Regions from separate parts of the Mus musculus genome. Here region 2 is linked to region 1. The links are chromatin contacts, called in public promoter capture Hi-C maps. All regions are on one chromosome and are shown on one strand. Each heading gives the region's core, a stretch centred on a gene start, on an enhancer-like site or on the middle of the called end of the contact. The rest is flanking DNA. Distances are from core to core; before and after follow the strand shown.

Region 1 (3,621 bases), core at 678-3,177:
TCTCTCTCTCTCTCTCTCTCTCTCTCTCTCTCGGTTTTTTCGAGACAAGGTTTCTCTGTATAGCCCTGGCTGTCCTGGAACTCACTCTGTAGATCAGGCTGGCCTCAAACTCAGAAATTTGCCTGCCCCTGCCTCCCAAGTGCTGAGATTAAAGGTGTGTGCCACCACTGCCCGGCTAGCTCTCTTCTTTGCCTATTTATTTTATTTTATGCATGACCGGTGTCTATGGAGGCTGGAAGAGGATGTCAGATCCCCTAGAATTGGAGTTACAACAGTTGTAAGCTCCCATGTGGATGCTGGGAGCTGAGCCCAGGTCCTCTGCAAAAACAGCAAGTGATCTTCACGGTTGAGACATTTCTCCAGTCTCACCCATCCCCCTTTTTTATTTTTTATTTTTTGAGACAGGCTTTTTCATTGATCTTGGAGTTCATCAGTTAGTCTACACTGGCTTAACAATGAACTTCAAGGATCTGCCTATCTCAGTTCTACAGAGTTAGGATAACAAGCATGCTACTTAAAAAAAAAAAAAGGTGTGGATTGAGCTCAAGCTCTCATGCTTGTGCAACAAGCACTTTATCAACTGATCCATCTCCTCTACCCCTGCAGCCAGTTCTCTATATGATGCCTAGATCAACAGATATTCACTGGACTAGTCAAAACATTAAAGAACAGGGTCAGGGAAAAGTCTCAGAAGGTAAAGATGTTTGCTACCAAGCCTGGCTGACAACCTGATTTTGATCCCTGGAGGTCATATGGTGATGAGAACAAACTTCTGCAAACTGTCTTTTAACCTTCACACGAAGGTCCTGCCCCAATAAATAAGCAAATGTAGAAAAAAAATGTTAAAGAATCGATGCCTATTGAGCATCAATCGACTGAGGGAGAAGTTATATAAAAGCAATGAAAGGCAGTTTCTGCTCTAGATTACAGTCCAACCTCACATAATAAGTGGAAAATATTTTCTTCTTTGTTTCTGTCCTTAATATAGCCACCTGTTCTAGGAGTGACCATCTTCTCCACAAGGAAGAATCACTAATCCCCTATCCTTCTAGGCTCCTCCATCCGGCCTTTAAAGTACCCAAACGAAGCGGGATAAACAGTGGAGAGGGGCTGATTAGGTAGCTAGTTTGCTCGGGGTTGGCTTTTGGGTGTTCACATGCTCAAGGGCTTGCAAACTTAAAAATGGGTACATGACATGCATTTCAGGCCCTTTGTCAAGACGTCTGTGCAACACCTACAATTGTGTGGCTTCAAATGTGTGCTTGCAATGCATAGACAAATGGGGAACTCGTTCCTCCAAGGAGGCATCAGGCTCCTGTGGAGTTGGGTCACATTAGAAATGAGGCTGAAGAGAGAGAGGGAAGGAGGGAGAGACAGAGACTATCCTCACGATCCCTCTTTCTGGTTTGCTGTGCCACGAAGCTGTCTCTACTGGCTGGCTGAAATCTGAGGTGAGTGTTCAGGCAAACCAAACCAAACTGAATAGATCTTCGCTGAGAGGGAATCTGGCACCTCCTGGGTGCGGAGACCTGTCCGTGGTCCTGACCGCTTGTCCAGCCGCTCTGGAAGCCTGGTGAAGGCTGGCTGCTGAGGCTGCTCTCTGCTCTGTCTGCACCTGTTGGGAACGCCCGCCTGAGACCCTGCACTGGCTGGGGGAGAGGGGGTTGGGGGAGGTGAGGGCGTGGCCAGCAAGAGGCGGGCGTGGCGGGTCAGGGTGGTAGGCGGGGTTGTGGATATTTCGGGGGCGGGGCCTGGGAAGGTAGATGGGAATGGGTTAAGTCGAGGTTGTGGGCCAAACTATAGTTGTTGCGAGGGGCGGGGCCTAGAGGGGCCGGGGGCGGGGCGGTGTCACGTGCCGACGGTGCGCGACCGTGGAAGGTTCCGCTTCCTGCGCCGCCTGCTCCGGAGCTTCGACCCCACCCCGCCGCCCCGCCCCAGCTCCTGGAGGCCCAGCTGCCTGGCCCCGGGGCGTTCCCGCCCCTCTGGCCCGAGGCCTAAGAAGAGCAAGCTCCAGCACTTACCCCCGCTCTCCCTGCGTGGTTGGTGCGGTCCATGGCGAGCGCATCATGGCGATCGAAGGTAAGTGGAAGGCAAGCGATGCGCGGAGAAGACGCCCCGCGAGCGAGCGCAGGGCCCAGGAGGCCGAGGTGCGGGTTGCGGGTCCGGACTGTAAGGGAAGCTAATGCGGGACACCGGCCTAGGCGCGGCGTGCGGCCCTCGCGAGCACTGGCCTACACACTTTGGGCGCTGAGGTACCGAGTGAGATGCTCAGGCACTAAGGCTCTGAAGTACTGAGTGAGATGCTCAGGTACTAAGGCTCTGAAGTACTGAGTGAGATGCTCAGGTACTAAGGCGCTGAGGTACTTAGACGCCAACTCGCTCAGTCTCTGAGGTGATAATGAGGCGCTGAGGTTCTGAGGCACAGAGGAGACTTAGGTACTTAGACACTGAGGTGCTGAGTCTCTGAGGTAAATGAGGCGCTGAGGTTCTGAGGCACTGAGGAGACTCAGTTACTAAGGCGCTGAGGTACTGAGTGAGATGCTCAGGTACTAGGGCGCTGAGATACCGAGATGCTGAGGTGAATGAGGCTCTGAGGTATTGAGAAGCGCCGTGCTGTTCGGCAGCGGGAGGCTGCCCTTGTGGGATCCGCTCATCCTGCTGCTCCTGTCGGGCTTTCTGGGCCGATGATAACCACGCTGTCCCCTTCGGTTGACGGGTATAGGGGGGCCAGGACATCTTCGTGAGGTCAACCCTCTTATCTGACCCTCACAATTGCTTTTTTCCGGGGAGAGGCAAATGCCTATTTATGACAAACGCACCCAGAAGATTGGCAACAGAAATGTTTCACAAGTAGCTTGATTCGAATTGGGTAAGGTAAGTGGTACCGATGTGTATTTTCCTCTTATTCTGAGAGCATGGAGTTGGAGTGGAGTGGAATTTGCCTTGCTTTTAAGGAGCATATTGTGCAGTTAGTATCACACAGGTGTGATGCTTACAGCATCTTGTTTTCCATTTTAGATGAGCTCAGTACAAAAAAAAGGATTTCCAAAACTTCCCTGCGTGACCTGTACAGAGTACCTGTAGCTGAATCATTACTTGCCTACATTTAATGTGTTCCCCCTCGCACAGTAATTCCCTTAGGTGACTGGTCTCTGTTAGTATACACGCCTGGGGGCTTCTTTAGGATCCAGCCACCAAACTCCAGAATTAACTCAGCTGTGTGTTTCATGTTTACTTCAATTTAGAGATTAAGTACGGGACACATTGACATGATTTGCTAAGATGATGGAGAATAAAATCTACCTGTAATCGTTGATGTTCAGAACAGCATGTTCAACCCTTATTCTTCTCAGTACTGTTTATTAGAGCTGGAATTAGGGAGTGAAATTCACTGGTTGACGTAGAATGCTTTATTTTGTCAACAACTTTGTGGAAGGATTTCTTGTAAAGTCATACAAATATAATTTTAAGCAGATGATGAAGGATTAACCCAGTTAGGATTCAAATATGATCTCATAATTTGTAATTTCTTATTGTCCAAGTTTTCTTTAGGCATACATACCTTCTCCTGGCAGCCAAATGTTAGAGCATTTTGCTCAGTGTTTTGTATCTTTAAATAAT
Region 2 (3,621 bases), core at 761-3,260, 120 kb before region 1:
TATCGGGGAAGGGTAAAAACAGGCAAGATGTCAGAGAGGGAAAATGGTTTACTAAACCAAATCCATGGGCTGTAAACCCCACAGCCATGGCTGTACAGCAGTATCTCCACTCCATAACACACAGACACAAACCAGGGAAGATATTGCAAGGTACCATGATATATGTAGTGCTTCTCTCTCTCTCTCTCTCTCTCTCTCTCTCTCTCTCTCTCTCTCTCTCTCTCTCATATATATATATATGTATATATATGAGAGAGAGAGAGAATCACCCACATTTTGTTTCGATTCCCAATTATTTAAAACTGCAGCAGCATTTTTCTATACCACAAGACAGTGACACTTCTCAGGATGAATAGCAGCGCCATCCTCCACATCAACACAGGCTGTATAGTGTAACCTGTGTTATCCCACCCTCAGGATCCAAGATGTGGTGTCAGCCCCATTTGACAGCTGAGTTAACTGAGGCACAGGGATAAGGTTAAGTGGCCTCTACCTTACCTCTGGGATGCACCAAACCCTGCCTTTGTGCCCTGCACTCTGAGCCTCCCCCATTCTACACATAAACCAACAAGGACCCCAGGAGGAGCCACCAAATTGAGAGGAAGCGATTAAAGACATCTAAATCAGACCTCTCTAAACCTTCAGGCCACTGAAACTGTGCCCTGCCATCTCCAGCTGCCACCACATGAAAATGAAAGGTCTGTTTTCTCTGACAGATAGGAACCATCCAGTGATAAGACCACCACCCACCTCCTCACTGTGAGCAGAGGGCAGGGGCACTTTCAGGCTCCTGGGGCACGAACTGTCCTCATTGTCTGTTCCAGGAGTGGATCCTAGACCTCAAGCTAGAAGGCTCTGGTGGTTTGGGCCAGGTCTCAAAGGCAGCTGTTGGGACTGCCCTAGTTTCCCATTCTTCCTGAATGGAACTGAAATGCCAGCTCCATGAATTTTCACCTTGCCTCGGAGTAAATGCTATTCTACTGCTCACATCCTCACACACCTCCTCCCTGTGGGTTTGGAGTTGGTGGATGACAAGGCCAAGCTGTAGGCCACTGTGCTGTCATGTGTGACACACAGATCTAACTAGCAACTTCACCAATCCCTGCCCAAGCACCTTCGCCCTCTCCCTTCCCTAGCTTCCATCTTGATACCCACCAAGAAAACAGGGAAGGCTGGTTACCACTTTATCACCGAGCGAAGCACGGCAGCCCAGGCCTCCCTTCCAGGCAGGTATGGGAGGCTTTCTGCTCTCCGCGCACCGCCTCCAGCCCCTTCAGGCCAGGAGGGCCTCACCCGGCAGAGCTGCCACGCCTGGCGCCACCCTCCCCAGCACCTAGCTTGGCTACCTGGAACTCCACAGACATCTCCCAGGCCCAGTGTGAGCGGCCTTGACTGTGTTAAGACACTCGGAAAAAGGAAAACAAATCCGACCAAACCCTAGGTCATCCTCATCCCGATTTTCCCTAAACAGCCACTAGAACCCAGGGCCTCGGGGCCTGGGAAGTCCCCGCTGGGACAGAGGAGCCAGCCTCAGAGTAAGCTAGTTAAAACCGGAGAGGCTAGGGTGGAAGGGATTCCTTCCTTCCATCCGATGGTGGAGCAGGCGGAGCAGAAACAAGCTCTTTCTGCGGGAGGGGATCAGAAGGGGCCCGGTGCCGTCCCAAAACTACTTGAAGAAGGGTGCCCAGCGCCCAGCACCCAGACTGGTGCGGGACACGGAACCCAAGCCGGCTCCCCCGCCCACATCAACTCCAATGGGCCCGGCTCCACCCGTCAGGTGTCTGTCCTCCCTCAGGTGGCTTGCCAACGCCGGCGTCCCCACCTGGCCTCAGTCCGTGCTCAGGAGCAGGTGCACAAGAGTTCACACCGCCGCAGCACAGGAGCTCCCCCGACGGCTAGGTGCGGCTGGGAACCGCGGGCTCCTCTGCGGCCGGCACAGGCCCGCACCTGCCCACCTCGGTGCCCAGTGCTCAGAGCCTAGCCCTGGATGCCACAGCCCCTGCACGGTCTGGTCACGCCCTCCAGGTGTGGCCACATCCCCCGGAGTTCAGGATTGGTGCATTGCGAGAAATCTGATCCTCTGCGTTCCTGGGCCGCCGGCCCCGCCCTGCCTCTTCGTCACCCTACGCCCCTGCCACCGAGGGAGCGGTCCCTGTGTGGGCCTCACCCTGCGGGTGTCCGATCGTCCTGGGGACTTTGGGGGGGAGGGTTCTAGGAGTTCACGTCGAAATAGAAGAGCGTCGCCCCTCCCGTAGTGACCCTGCACAAGTGAGGGTTCTGAGACTGGGCCCCAGAACTAGCACGAGGACCTGCGTAGGTGGACTTGGCTTTGAGAAGCTACTCCAGGACTTGTCAATGCACCTTCCAGGACTGCCCGTGGACCCCGTGTTCTACCTTAAGTTCTATCTATTCAAAGGCGACCGCAATTTTCACTTTTTCCATTCTCCATGAAGTGCTAGTTGAAAGCACAGACCCTGGAGCCAGTTGTGGCGTTCAAACCCCCACCCCACCTCGCCCCTGTCTTTATCGGACACTAGAGACCTAAGAAAGTTTTCTCAGCAACCTGAGCTTCCGTTTCTTTTCTGTAGAGTGGGATTTCTAAATCGCCTGCCTGGTAGATTATGTGGGCATTCAATATGTGTCTATAAAGTACATAGCACGTTTGGTTATTATTGAAGTGAGGGTAGAATATCCCACAATACCTTGCAGAGTAAGAGTCTTTTCTGCCACCTGGAGTTCATGTCCTGTGTGCCTGACAAGTGCCACCCACCTGCCCTATCCATTGATCAACTATGAAAGCAGCGTCCAGGCAGTGAGGCAAACCCTTCACCACCAAACGCCGCTGAAACAAGGAGATGGAACATGGGCAAGGCACTTAGGAGGAAGACTGAGGGTGTAGCTCCTTTTTAGAGTGTTTCCCTAGTATATCAAGGCCCTGGGTGAGAACCTCCCCACTGTCCTAAGAATAACAGCAATGAAAGGCGTCCACCACTCAGGAGACTGAGGTGGGAAGACCAAGCCTTCCTAACCTAATACTGTATAGAGTGAAGTTAGTATTAGTTGTCATCTAGACAGCCAGAGGACAGCCCTCTGGACAATGGGGGTGGGGGTGGGATGGGGTTGTATTGATTAAGGTTAGCCTCTGAGAATGTCTTCGAGGGATTGTCTTGATTAAACTAATTGATGTGGGAAGGCCCATCTTAATTGTAAGCAGAATCATTCACTGAGCAAAAAGTGGAGAAGCTAAGCCAAGCTTTAGCGTGTGTGAATCTCTGTTCCCAGCTAAGGAAACTTGAAGCTCCTGAATATTGAAGCCCCAGGATTGACAGGCTGTGCACTCTTGAATGCAGTCAGGAAAAACTTTTCTCCCTTAAGTTTCTTTTTCTGGTTATTTTTATCACAATGGGAAGGAAAAAGAAGACAGTGAGTTTGAGGCCAGCCTGGGATCCATAGTGAGACCCTGTCTCAAAACAGTAAAATAAGATGATGAGGGAGAAATTGCAGATTGGTGTTGTGATCGACTGAGGGAGGGGCCCCCCAGGACCAGAGTGCAGCTTTATTTGGGTGCTTAAAGAAGTGATGGAGTCAAAATGAGGTCATTGTGTTGGCTCTAATCCAATA

What was found. Capture Hi-C pulls out chosen DNA fragments and counts their contacts.
Region 2: a contact with region 1 is called in a promoter capture Hi-C map of pancreatic islet. The contact joins the promoter of Irf6 here to the promoter of Syt14 in region 1. A contact is called at or near these places in 5 of 39 promoter capture datasets (cranial neural crest, embryonic stem cells, frontonasal cranial neural crest and 2 more), 2 of 484 Hi-C or Micro-C datasets (both in embryonic stem cells), 1 of 115 datasets of contacts at active chromatin or transcription factors (embryonic stem cells) and 2 of 9 other capture datasets (liver and pancreatic islet).

What each region holds. Positions count from the first base shown.
Region 1 is chr1:193,034,081-193,037,701 of GRCm38.p6, reverse strand. Syt14 (synaptotagmin XIV) reads left to right here and starts at 1,927. Exons shown (of 8, transcript NM_181546.3): 1 at 1,927-2,079. The coding sequence starts at 2,067.
Region 2 is chr1:193,151,501-193,155,121 of GRCm38.p6, reverse strand. Irf6 (interferon regulatory factor 6) reads right to left here and starts at 2,010. Exons shown (of 8, transcript NM_016851.2): 1 at 1,823-2,010.